Linked DNA regions of Mus musculus: region 1 is linked to region 2. Evidence: chromatin contacts called from public Hi-C data. All regions are on one chromosome and are shown on one strand. Each heading gives the region's core, a stretch centred on a gene start, on an enhancer-like site or on the middle of the called end of the contact. The rest is flanking DNA. Distances are from core to core; before and after follow the strand shown.

What was found. A called contact is a pair of places that touch in the nucleus more often than the background predicts.
Region 1: a Hi-C map of bone marrow-derived macrophages shows a contact between it and region 2, with 57 read pairs. The contact joins two enhancer-like sites. A contact is called at or near these places in 5 of 39 promoter capture datasets (cranial neural crest, embryonic stem cells, stem cell-derived epiblast-like cells and 1 more), 5 of 15 datasets of contacts at CTCF or cohesin (the NIH/3T3 cell line, embryonic stem cells, large pre-B cells and 1 more), 20 of 484 Hi-C or Micro-C datasets (the G1E-ER4 cell line, Sertoli cells, bone marrow-derived macrophages and 7 more) and 2 of 115 datasets of contacts at active chromatin or transcription factors (embryonic stem cells and stem cell-derived neural progenitor cells).

The regions. Positions count from the first base shown.
Region 1 is chr8:84,456,253-84,462,871 of GRCm38.p6, reverse strand. Cacna1a (calcium channel, voltage-dependent, P/Q type, alpha 1A subunit) reads right to left here. Exons shown (of 47, transcript NM_007578.3): 2 at 1,277-1,382; 3 at 47-186. Among named protein-coding and RNA genes, the nearest start is that of Cacna1a, 44 kb to the right of the region's middle. Within about 2 kb of position 3,466, at least 74 of the 459 cell types and tissues checked have an H3K27ac peak or open chromatin away from gene starts, as enhancers often do. A contact at or near this core is called in bone marrow-derived macrophages, where this site is marked.
Region 2 is chr8:84,360,106-84,366,887 of GRCm38.p6, reverse strand. It overlaps a transcript of Cacna1a not described here. Among named protein-coding and RNA genes, the nearest start is that of Gm23626, 17 kb to the left of the region's middle. Within about 2 kb of position 2,982, at least 8 of the 459 cell types and tissues checked have an H3K27ac peak or open chromatin away from gene starts, as enhancers often do. A contact at or near this core is called in bone marrow-derived macrophages, where this site is marked.

The DNA.
Region 1 (6,619 bases), core at 2,217-4,716, 96 kb before region 2:
ATATCCTTGGGAAAAACACACTAAAGAATATGATGCAGTCGCCTACCCTGTTAGCACCACGACAAAGTCCATGACGTTCCAGCCATTCCTCAGGTAGGAGCCTTTGTGGAAGGCAAAGCCAAGAGCCACGATCTTAATTCCAGCCTCAAAACAGAAGATTCCAATGAAGTATGGTTCCGTGTCATCCTGGAAGGGAGAGACAGCATTGTCAGTGACATAAGCAGTATGAAGCACACCCGTAGATGTGTGCCCATCTCCCCTTTCCAATGGGCCTAGTCACCAAAGGCTGAGACCTCTGAAACTAACTCCAAAGGAACACATTCTGCAAGGTGAGCTACCTCAGATACTGTGTCACAATGAAAGAATGCTAAGAACAACCTACTCCCTGGGTTAGGAGTACCAATCTCCCACAGTTAGAGATGTGGCTGTTGCCTTGGTGAAGACTATGAAGGCCAAGAGGGCACTACTCAGCAGTAGAACCTGGCCTAGAATCCACTAGTGAGAAGCTGAGGGTGTGTGTACTCCAGGAATAAAGCCCTAGTGTAGAATCCCCTAGTACAGGGCAAAGCCATGGCTCAGTGTTAGAGAGCTGGCCTAGCATATGTAGGGATCTGGGTTCATCCTAAGTATAGCAAAAATAACAAATAGGCAATAAATAAACAAGCCAAATCTGTATTTGACTATTAGTAGAGCAAAACAACCCTAAAATTATGTAACTGAGACAATGATAGATCTCTAGATACTGACTGATTCTGAGGATTTGGTGGTACTTGTGCTGGGTATAAAAAACATTCTTATGGCAACACGAGATGTCTGCACTTCTAGTTATGCAGATATAAGGACATGGTTGTCAACTGTGGATGTGTCCTATACTTCTGCTGAGGAAGATGAGAATGGAGGAAAACTAAGGTCAAGGAAGTGTGCAGAATGGGATCCCAGTGACTGAATTTGAGGACTAAGTTCACAGTGGCTAACTGCTCTGTTTGATACTTATGTATCACTTTTTCATGAAAATTTTGTGTCTCTGCATGAAACAGGAAACAGAATTTGGATTGAGCATGATGTCTTCACAGTGCGAAGGTCACTGTGCCCTGGTGTATACCAGGTCTGCTGGGTTTCCAGGTGGGGTTGGGTGGTAAGGGCTTCCATGTCCCCAGGGTGGGGTTGGGCAGTAAGGGCTTCCATGCTCCCAGGTCACTGATGATGGTGCAAAGCAGCCTTTCTCCCACACATGTCTCAGCCCAGGGACCCAGACCCCTTCCACCTCATTGCTCACCAGCCGCTCAGACATGGGTGTCTTGTCATCATCAGGGAGGTGCTGCTCCAGGGCCAGGACGATGCAGTTAGCAATGATGGTGGCCAGGATCATGTACTCGAAGGGAGTGTGAGGGTTAAGGAGCAGACCTCCAATGGCTTTGTGATCAGCACTCTGTCCTCTCCCAGCAACTCAGCCCAACATCTCCAGCCCACCCCCTTGTCCCTCAGTCTTTCCCATCTCTACCCCATTCATACACACAGTCACCTCCCTTTCGGGCTGGAGGACACCCCTACCTCTCGCAGGCCTACACCAATGACTTTTTTAAAAAGTTTCTATTAGCATGTACTAGCTACACGTGTGGGTCATATTCAAGCCCCTTCCCCTTTCTTGTCTCCTCCTCTCTGTGTCCCTTTCTAACCCAGTCCCCTTGTCCTTCTTCTGATTTCTTTTCCCTCCCTTTCTGCCTCCCTCCCTCCCTTCCTCAGTGAGTTTAAGGTTGCCCACAGAAGCACAGGTACTTCATCAGTGACAACACCCCTGGAGAAAGATGTTGCCACACTTGCCACACTTTGTCCTCATAGAAGGACAAAGCCTTGTGACCCCTCTTTCTTCCATGGCATGGTGTTTACAGGCCCAATCTTGTGCACACAGCACAGTGGCCACAGCATGCCAAGCCCCAGCCTTCACTCATTCCTTGCATTCTTTCCACCCCTGCAGAGCCATGACTACAAATGCAGGAGCTCTGCATTGGCTGAGAGACACCCCAGCATTCCCCGCATTCCCCACTACTGCAGACAGAGCCAAGGGCAGAAGACAGCAAAGTTTCTGGACTCACAGAGAAGCCAGTAAGCGAAATGAGCTCAGCACCCAGAGCACACTAGATGGTGAACTAGATGCAGTAGATGGTGAACTCAGCACCCAGAGCACACTAGATGGTGTGGAGGGCATGCTTATGCTAGCATCCACGAATCCAACCGGCCAGAGATGAAAAGTATAAAAGGCTGAGCCTCATAACTAGAATAAATCTTTTTAACCTAGTGGTGGCTTTAGAGCAGGCATCTCAGGAGGTGATCTGACAGTATCTGTCTCCTCAGTCTCTCTCCTTCACCCCAGGAACTGTCTGCTGGGCCGCATGGGGCCTCAGCACTTGGGAGGACACATGCTGCTCCTACATGAGGGCTTGACACACAGACTAGTTCACAGCAAAATCACACCCTGTTCTCTGGCTCAGTCTCTCAGAGGCAACCCTAGTCCGTCGCGTTGTGAATGGAGCTAGAAACCTTGGAGCTGGAAGGCAAGAGGGAACAGGTGATGTTAGCCATGCAGTCACAGCACTCTGAGTACAGGGACAGTGGGTTCCCAGCCTGACACAGTGCCTGAGTTGGTGCTGTCCTGGGCACTGTGGGATATGGAGTAGCATGTGTGGTTCTAAAACCAAAGGCAACACTGCGTGTCCCCAGAGGCAGTGTGCCCTCCCATTCCACATGGGGAGAACTGCCTTCCTGTGTAGGAACTAGATACACAGTTGCAAGACACTGTGACTGTATGGAATGCCTTTGAAAAGTTTCCCTTTGAAAAGTTAACTGGCTCAGTGCCCTTTGATCTTGATCGTACTTTTGTTGTTGTTTTGTCTTGATTTTTTGTTTTGTTTTGTTTTGTTTGAGGCGGGGGCTTAACATGTAGCCTCAAACTCAGGAGCCTCCTGCCTCAGCCTCCCAAATGATGGGATCACAGGCCACTGTATTCTGGAAGTGCTATCAGTCTACCCCTTAGAGGGTTGGAAGGAGCTAAGCCTGGACCCATTTTCCAGGTGGGAAGGCAGAGAGAGTGAACGTAGGAGGAAGTGACTTGGGAAAGCCAGGCCCTTCCTGTGTTTTGCTTCAGCTTCACTGCACAGCTGCAAACAGCAATTTAGGAAGATAACAAAACCTTCTCAGAGCCCATCAGTGACTGGCTTCTTGCCTCTCAGTGCCCGTGACTAGCCCCAGAACAAAGCGCTGCAGACTCCCCTCTGTCTCACCCTGCAGCTTGGAAAACAAGAGCTGATATTTGCACACAGAGAAAGGGAGGCCAAGCCCTTGCTGGCGATTTGAATGAGACTCACATCCTCACACAGCCAGCCCGCCCAGCCTGAGTGGCTGCTTCTTCTCAGAGCCACCATCTCCTGCTGGCATTCCTTGGCTTCCTGTCCCCAGATGGCTGCCATGGAAGTGCCTTAGCAGCAGCTGGCACCACGTTTAGGTACTGCTGTGTCAGCAAGGTTCCTATTGCCTAGGCTTCAGAACCCAGAATTCCCCAGGTCTGAAAGGAAGCCCTGGCATGCAGGCAGAGGGTCAGTGAGACCCCAGTCCTTCCTAGCAGGCAGGCAGAGAGTCAGCAAGACCCCAGTCCTTCCTAGCAGGCAGGCAGAGGGTCAGCGAGACTCCCACTCCTTCTTTGAAACTTCACTGCATTTATCTGTCAGTTTTCAAAGCGCTGGGGATGGAACCCCGTGCCTCATGCATGCTAAGCAAGAGCTCTACCTCTGAGTCACATCCTCAGCCCTCTTTCTAGTTTTTATTTCAAGACAGGATCTCACGCAGTCACCCAGGCTGGCCTCTGAGTCACACTGCAGCTCAGGGAAGCCTTACAACTACAATTCTCCTGCCTCAGCCTCCTGAGTTCTCAGAATGACAGACCCACACCCCCAGCTCAGATCCTGACACTCGATTTCATTTTCTTTTTGTCAAACCCAGATGCATGCGCTTCCGATTGTCACTTCGCAGGCCCTAAGCATGAGAGTCAGTGCTAGCATGCCCCACGCTCTGGTCACACAAAGCATCATGGCCCTTTAAGGATGCAGTCTGAGCCCTGCATCCACCTGCTGAGTCAGAAGGAGTCGTCTCTGGAGCTTCTGGGGCTATGTGCAGACACAGTTCAGAAAGCCTCTGCTCCACTTCAGGGTGGGTGGAACCAGGGGCTCGGAGCTCTGAGTCTTCTCAGGAGGAGGGCTCCTCATTTTCTTCCCAGTTTGTACCTCCACATTCAAGAGTCCCGATGATTTCAAGAGTCCTAGATTCCCCCACTCAGGTCAGGGAGCTGAGAAGAAACCCCACACCTTAATGAAGCAGGAGTACTGTTGGGATGGGGGGCAGGCAAGCAGAAGACTGCAGGTTATAATGTGTGCGAGAACTTAATAGGCCTCATCTCATTTAGAAGAAAAGCTGGGGACCTCTCCATGGTGGTCCGGGAGCCACCACTGTGCTCTCTCTCTCTCTCTCTCTCTCTCTCTCTCTCTCTCTCTCTCTCTCTCTTGCTTTGCTTCCCATGATGTCCCCAGAGCTTTCAAGCATCCCAGGCGTGTCTGAGCTAAGGACCTCTGCATGTGCTGTTCATACTCCCGAGATGCTTTTTGCAGATACCAACAGGACTCCCTCCCTTGGTTCCTCTCAAGGGTTACTTCCTTCAATTCTGTCTCTGCTTAATTTCCCCACACACTGTATTTAAGACAGTGCTATGGTTTCTGTCATCCTCTTGTCCATTGTCTCCCCTGTGACACAGGCATGACACAGGCAGGGGTTTGCTCTGGTCTCCTTTGTTCATGGGTTTGTCCGGCTCCCCTATGAAAGCCTTGGCTAGACACCGAGTATTTCATCAGAGGGAGGGAGGAGGAGACCTAGGAGTTGTTGGGAATTGAACCTGGAGCAAGAGCAGCAAGTGCTGCCAATCACTGACCTACCTCTCCAGCTCCATAGAAGGCTTAAGAAAATGTGTGTTTGCCTCTGTGAGTGTTCATGTGAGTGGAGGCCAGACAACTTCTTTTGGCACCCGCTCCTCCCCTTCCCCTTCCCCTTCCCTTTAAACCGATCCACTGGGGACATGCTAAGTGTACAGTCTGGGACCAGAGGAGATGACGCTGGTTAAAGCACTTGCTCTACAAGCATGGGGACCTGAGTTCGATGACTGGAACCCATGTGAGAAGCCAGACCTATAATCTCAGTGCTGAGAAGACAGGGATAGGTGGATTCCTGGGGCTCCTCCATAGCTAGTCTGATTGAATTGGTGATCCCCAAGTTAGAAAGAGACCCTGTCTAAAAGGAGGTGGACAGTGTTTCTAACAATGACCCCAAGGGTGTTGTCTGGCCTCCACTCGCATGAACACTCACAGAGGCAAACACACATTTTCTTAAGCCTTCTATGGAGCTGGAGAGGTAGGTCAGTGATTGGCAGCACTTGCTGCTCTTGCTCCAGGTTCAATTCCCAACACCCACATGGTAGCTCACAACCATCTACAGCTCCAGTTCCAGGGGATTTGACCTTCTCTTCTGAATTCCAAAGGCACCAGACATGCAGATGGCACCCACACATACATTCAAGCAAAATACTCATACACATAAAAAATTTAAAAATCTAAAAAGCAGTTTTAAAACCCTTTGAAATCATAGTCACCGAGTACCAAGATTAAAGATGGCTTCTGAGTTCCTGCCATGAGAAGAGGGGAAGAGCCTGAGGCAGAGATGGAAGGTTGTGCTGGGAACAGGGTGCAAGAGGAGCCTCCGCAGCCCAACTCCCTGGGCCTGATCTGTGGGACCCCGCTCACAGCTGTGCTGAGCAATGCCCGTGTTAGCCACACTGCTTCCTGGGTACTCTGGAGAGAAAATCATTATGCCAGCATGTCTAGAGTCCTCGGCAGTGAAGAGGCCAGGGGGAGGCAGGAGGGTGAGGAGTGGGGAGAAGAGAAGGCAGTTGGCTGGGAAGCCAAGCTGCCACCCCCACAGACTCCAGAAGTCTAGGGAGCACACAACCCTGCAGGCGAGTGCTCAGCTTCCTCAAAAGGTCCAGTAGGGCCCACAGAGCATCCTGGTAGGAGGCTCTGAAAAAGGACTGAGGAACTGCTTAGGGGAAAGGCAGGCTGTGTGAACTCTCAGGGCTTTGTCTTTTGGGAATCAGTCCACCAAAGAAAAACCACTTCCCAAAGTGGACACTCCAGTGGGTGCCCAGCCCTTAGCAGCAGGCCCTATTCTTCCAGTTTGTTCCCATGATGTCTTCCTTCCACCTCAGCTCCAGCCTCAAAGGAGGTCTGATGTCTCAGGTAACCCTGTCCCTGGAAGGGGGTTATAAGGAGCATATGCTGAGGGAATACACAGAATGAGTCAGCTCTATCTGAAGACCAGTTCTCACAGGAATGGCATGATATCCAGCCTCCGCTACTTTCTTCTTCCAGTAGAAGAGCAAAGGGCCTTTGACCCCTGGGTGTCTGCAACCCTGTACATGGTACAATAAGCACATATACCACCACCACCACGGAGTGAAGCACTGGCAGATGCCCAGGCCCATCCAAAGCACAACCACCACAGCAGCTGTTGACAGGACACTGCACTA
Region 2 (6,782 bases), core at 1,733-4,232:
TCACGGGAAGCCACTGGACCTCAAGGAATGAGAATCCATACTGGAATCAGACCAGGATTACTCTGCTCCCAGGAAGCTCTGGGCATGCTTTGCTTTTGATCTGTTTGTGTTGAACTGTGTTTTCACCCCAAAGTGGATTTGTGACATCCAAACTGCAAATGAAGAGCTAGAGAGAGCCTCAGATGAGCATAAGTGGGAGAGGGTAAGGCACTGAATATGGGTTAAAGTACACAGAAGTGTGACCTCGGCTGGGGAAAGGGCACAGATGCCAAAATTCTTATGAAGACATGAGTCTGAGATTCAGAACATACATTTAAAAAGGAGGAGGAGGAGGAGGAGGAAGAGGAAGAAGAAGAGAAGGAAGAAGAGGAAGAGGAGGAAGAGGAGGAAGAGGAGGGGAGGGGAAGGAGGAAGAGGCAGCAGCACAAAGCAACAGAGCTGGAGAAGTGGCTCGAACACTAAGGATGTTGAGTTTGGTTCCCAAAACTCATGCAGGGTGTGGCTCATAGCATATCTAACTCCAGTTCCAGAAATCCAGTGACCTATCCTGGCCTATTTGGGGACTCATTCTTGTGCACAAATCCATGCACAGGAATACACATATACACATTAGAAGGGAATGAAAGAACTTGAGAAATGGCTCAGAGGTTATAAGTATTTGCTACTCTTGCAGAGGACCCAGGTTCAGTTCCCAGGTCCACACAGAGGCTCATAACCGTCAGTAACACCATTTTCCAGGGTTTCTGGTGCCCTCTTCTGACCTCTGCAAAAATCAGGCATGCATTCAGTACAAATACACACATGTAGGCAAAAGTCTCACATACATACATACATACATACATACATACATACATACATACATGTATATATAGGCAGGTCAGGTCTAGCAAGGTGGCTCAACGGATAAAGGAGTCGCCTACCAAAACTGAGGGTCTGAGTTTGAACCCCAGGATCTGCGTGATGGAAGGAGAGAATGACTTCAAAAAGTCCCCCAACCTCCACATGTGTACCCTGATATGCAACCTCATAAACACAAAAAATATAAATGTAATAATAAAAATAATAACAATGATGATTATAAAAGCTAGGCAGGGTGGCACAAGTGTGTAATCTCAGCACTGGGGCTGTGGAGACAGGCAGAGCCCTTGGGGTCACCAACCAGCCAGCCCAGCCTCATGAACAAGTTCTAGGTCAGTCAGAGACCCTGCCTCAAAACCTAAGTGATAGGCGTTGTAAGCTCAGAATCGTCCTGTGCTGGTGGTGAAAGCCAGGGAGAGACGGGCCAGCGTAAGCTCATGGACCCCACAAAGAGGAAGGATGGATCAGCACTGTTATAGACTTGAGACCTAAGGCACAAGTGAATCCTACATCAAAAGTCCTATGCCAGGAGGGAGACTTCAGGGACATGTGCTTGCAAGACACTTAGGAGCCAGCATAGAGCATGGAGAGCCTGCCAGGCACTGGGGGGGGGGGAGGGACACCCCAGAGCCTCTGTAGACCTTCCTTTGTGGCTTGAAGCCAAGGCCACTATTCAAAGGACAAAAAGAGGGTCTCTCTGCCCTGCAAGCCAGCCAGCTGCACTGGAGAAGCAGCGCCCTGGGACCAGACCTATTTCTTTTTAATATCAACTAGGCTAGAATTGTTCAACCTTCCTTCCCTTAAAAAAAAAAAGAAAGAAAGAATAGAAAGAAAGCGTTCTGATTCCTAAGCAGGTCCTGTCTAAAAGCCAGGTTTCATCTCTTTTCTTTTCCTTATGGAGACGAGGCCCTGAGACCATTTGTCCCTTCTGCCTGGTACAGAGAATGTACGCCAAGTGTCTTTGAGCCCACACTGTAGAGAAGCTGCCGCCTGAGGCTGCAGAGAAGAATCAGTGCGGAAAGCCTTCTGAGCATGAGGACCTGAGCTTCATCCCCAGGACCCATGGAAAAAGCCAGACATCTTGCAGCCTTGTATCCCTAGCATGGGGAGGGGGAGGGGGAGGGGAGACCGGAGGATCCCAGGGTTGCTGGGGCTGCAGAGCAGACAGCTAGCCTAATGATGAGCCCCAGGACCCAATGAGAGACTTGTGTTAAAAACCAGAGTGGAAGCCAGGCATAAATGGCACATGTCTTTAATCTCAACACTCAGGAGGCAGAGGCAGGTAGATTTCTGTGAGTTCAGGTCGGCCGGGTGTACATAGTGAACAGCACAGCCAGGGTTACAGAGAGAGACCTTTCTTTAAAAACTAAAACAAAACAAAACAAAACAAAACAAAACAAAACAAAACAAAACCAGAGTGGAGGTCTCCTGAGAAATTATGCTTGTGATTGACCTCTGACCTCCACATGCATGCTCACGTGTGTATACACGCCTGCACGCACAAACATGTATAGACCCACGAACAAAAGGAAATGTTTGCCACCCAGAGCTGGATGCTATCGCTGTCTCAACTTTACAGACAAGGAAACCAGACCATAGAGAGGACGAGGTTTTCCGCTCTCAGGGTCAGCCGCGTAGACCCTGATAGACCTGGGATTCAAACTCTGTCCACATGCCAGGCGAGAGTCCAGCCACTAAGACAGCCACAATCCCTTGCAATTGATCTTGGAAGTTTTTCCTTTATTATTATTGTGTATGTGAGTGCTCTCACACCTGAGCCACAGCATGCAGAGAGGGTTCAGACGGTAATGTGGAACCGTGTCGCTCCTGGCACATTTACACAGGTTCCAGGAATTGAATTCAGGTCTCCAAACTTGTGCATAAAGCCCAGCTAGCCTGCCTGCAACTGATCTTTACCAGATTCATTTCGCATTTAAAAAGAACTGGTTTGTGTGAGGACTGGTATGGTGAGAAATGACGTCTTGAGGGCTCTGCGACCAGTGTCTCAGAACACTGCTCCCTAAAGCTGGGAAGCGAAAGGCCAGGAGACACAACCTGGGATCTGCGTTTTCGGCTTCTGAGGCCTGGTACCTGCTCAGCTCGTGGACCACAGCGCCTCCTGGTGGTCTGCCACAGAACCTTCAAGCGGGAACCCGGCGGTTCTAAACCACTGGTCCGCAAACGCAGTTCCTAAAAGGTTCTAAAGGATGCATTTTTCAACACGGGGAGCCAGACAAACACACACAGTTCCGCTGTTTGAGGTAAAATTATCGCCAAATGTTCCCGGGAGTAAGGAAATGGTGTCTCATAAAAACACTAAGGGGGATGATGCTGAGGAGACAGCTCACACAGTAAAGCGCTTGTTACACAAGCTTAGGACCTGAGAACCAATGTAAAATTCCAGCAGTGGCAGGCAGTGTGTGCTGGGGCTAAACCAACAAGGCTCATAGTTAAGAGCGCTCCCTGCGGGCTGGAGAGAAGGCTCTGGCGGTTGAGAACACTAACTGCTCTTCCGGAGGTCCTGAGTTCAATTCCCAGCAACCACGTGGTGGCTCACAACCATCTGTAATGGGATCTGATGCCTCTTCTGGAGTGTCTGAAGACAGCCACAGTGTTCTCATATAAATAAAATAAATAAATCTTTAATTTAATTTAATAAATCTTTAATTTAAGTCTCTCAGACTTAAATTTTAAAAAGCCCCCCTCTGGGAAGTGAGGCAGAGCTCACCGCAAGGTCTGCTGGTGACCTCCTTGGGCACCTGGGGAAGGTCACCAAGGTTGTCCTCTGGCTCAGCACACACCTGCATGCAAACATACACATATCTGCAGTCATATGCATCTCCACACACTGACCGTGAATGTCCAGGTAAGTACTCATAAAACTCCTAAAGTCTGGACTGCTGAGATGAGCCCCGAAGGCTACATGCTGAAGCCCGTGCTGGTGTTCGGGAGTGATGGATGGGACCAGTGAGGGGTGGGGTCTAGTGAAGAAACTGAAGTCACAGGGGATTGACCCCCAACAGGGATTTAGAACCCCGATCCCTCTCTCCTCCCAGAATACCTCTCAGTGAGTTCTGCCTCACCATATGCAACACACCATGACGTGCCTCATCACAAATACAGCCCAGAAACTGAAGCTGGTGAGCATGGACTGCAGCCTTGGAAGCTGTGAGTCTGCAGCACAGGTTAGTAATAACATCACCTGAAAACAGCTAAAAGAAAGGATTTCAGCTATTCGCTCCCTGCGGTATGTCTAAAGTGATAGTTATCATAGCTCACCGGCTTCTCCCTCATTTCTCAGTGAGCTCAGGTGGATTCAGGCTCCCATGCACATGTGGATCTGGTGGCCATCACAGGCTTCACTAGACAGAGAGTGAGTCAGCAACAGTGGAGCTTTCTGGAGGGTCTGGGGATGGAGCCTCAGGCTGCAAGGATGCTAGGCCAGCACCCCACCACTCCTATCCCCAGCCCATCCATGCAAGTTTAAGAAAAAAGTGGGGGCGGGGGAGAGAGAGATCTGGAAAGATGGCTCAGTGATTAGGACCACTGGTTGTTCTTCCAGAGGACCTGGGGCTAAAGTCACAGATGGTTATGAGCTGCCATTGTGGTTGCTGGGAACTTCTGGGGTTTGAATAAGCATGGCACACAGACATGCATATAAAATAAATACTTTTAAACGTTAAAAGAATTAATTCCTATATCCTTGAAGAGCTTACAGATATGGTTTCAAGATTCTATTTCTTCTATAGTTTCCTGTAAGAGTAAGAAATTATTGAGCTGGTGGAGTGTGGTGGGCTGTGTATATAATGCCAGCATTCCAGGGGCTGAGGTAAGAGGATCTAAGACCTGCCTGGGCTACACAGTGAGGCTGTCAAAGGGTGGTGGGAAAACTAGACAGAATCAGGCGTTGGGGGCACATCTGCAGTCCCAGCACTGGGTACCAAGCAGGAGGGTCACTCAGTGCCAGACCAGCCTGGGCTGTAGACTGACACCCTGTCTCAAAAGGAGGGAAGGAGAGACTCCACTCATCCTAAGAGACACCAAACAGTACTGATCTAATTTGCTTGTCAACAAAGGGTAGCCAGAACTGATGATGGAGGATCTCAGTCATTGCCCAGGTGGCTAACCTTGCTCCTTAGCTCCAAGGTGAAACTCCAGGTGGGGAGTTTCAGCCACAGGACCACAGAAGCAGCTCAGATAACCCAGGCACACACTGTAGGACCCACTGGGGGTCTCTTTCTCCTCTCTCCTCACTCCTCTCCTTCCTCTCCCCTCTCTTTCTCTTCCCTCTTTCTTTCTCTCTTCCTCACTCCCTTCCTTCTTTCCTTCCTTTATTTTACAAAGGATTTGAGTGTGTGAGTGAGTGTGTGTGTGTGTGTGTGTGTGTGTGTGTGTGTGTGTGTGTGTGTGTGTGTGTGTGCTCACTGATACCCTTGGAGACCAGATCCCTTGGAGCTGGAGTCACAGGCATTTGTGAGCCACCTGAGGGGAGTGCTGCGATCTGAACCCCAGTCCTTATGATTGGGAAGAGTTCATGACCACTGAGCAAACCCTTAGCCTGCCTCAACAACCCCTTTATCTCTTTATGTTTTTAGAGAGAGGTTTGGTTTTGTTCAGTTGGAGGAGGGGTTGTTTTTTGAGACAAAATTTCATAGCCCAAGCTGACCTTCAGTTTTCTATGTAGCCAAGAACTCCTACCTCTGCATCTCCAATGCTGGACTTACAGATCTGCATCACCCACCACACCTGGGTTTCTGTGGTGCTGGGGTAGAACACAGGACCTAGTACAAGCTGGGCCAGTGCTTCACCAAGACACAGCACCGGTCTTTGGGGGGTTTTGTTTGGTTTTTCTTTAAAACAGGATTTTGCTCTGCAGACCAGGCTGGCCTGAAATTTTCTATGTAGTTGAAGATGATCTTGAATCTCTGATCCTCCTGCCTCCACTTCCCAGCTGCTGGGATGGCAGGAGTGGGCTTACCATGCCGGGGGAAGAGCAAGGGAAACGGAGAGCAGAGAGGGCTTTAAACAACAGAAAAGTTTAGTGAAACCTGAAATTCCAGCAATTCTGACTTAGAATATAATCTCCAAAGAACTGAAGGGGGTGTCCGAGGGGACACTTGTATACCCATGCTTAGTGTGGCTTCATACACAGAAGGGAGCCAGCATGAGTCCCATTGCTAGGTGGGCAGGTAAGAGGTGCAACAGTCTAGAGATACAAAGGAATATTACTCAGCCTTAAAAGAGAAAGATGGACTGGGAGGATGGTTCAGTGGTCAATTCTCGGACATGAGGACCAGGCATAGTGGTGCACACCTGAAATCCCAGCACTGGGAGGTCATGGGCTCCCTGAGGCTCCCTGCCTGACCAGCCTTGGCAAATTCCTGATCAGACAAGAACACCTGAGGTTCACCTTCACACACACACACACACACACACACACACACACACACACACACGAGGCAGACAAATCCACACACAAAGGAAGGGAACTTTAGCCCAGCCTGGTAGCACACACCTGCAATCCCAGCACTTGGGAGGCAGAAGAAAGGGGAAAGGAGAGGAGGGGAAGAGGGGAGGGGAGAGCCAGTAAGGACGTCCTGATATGGTTACTCCACAGCACAGACGATCTAGTCAGAGCGATGGCTACTCAGAGACTCCATTCCTAGGAGCTCCTAGATCAATAGCCTCAAGGGCCAGTGGCCAGTGCTGTATAAGGGACCCACTTCCAGATCTGGGTCTGGATTTTGATGTTTCTGAAGCCACTGCTTGTTCAGCTGTGTGCTCTGTGTACTTCTCCATCATAAAAACAGAGCTGATGATCAAACATAGCACAGAGCATCACCCACATCCCCACCCCCCAAAGAGATCAGGTCGTGTGCGTTAGAGATGGACTGAAGTTTATAAAGGCAGTTAAGGGCTGAGAT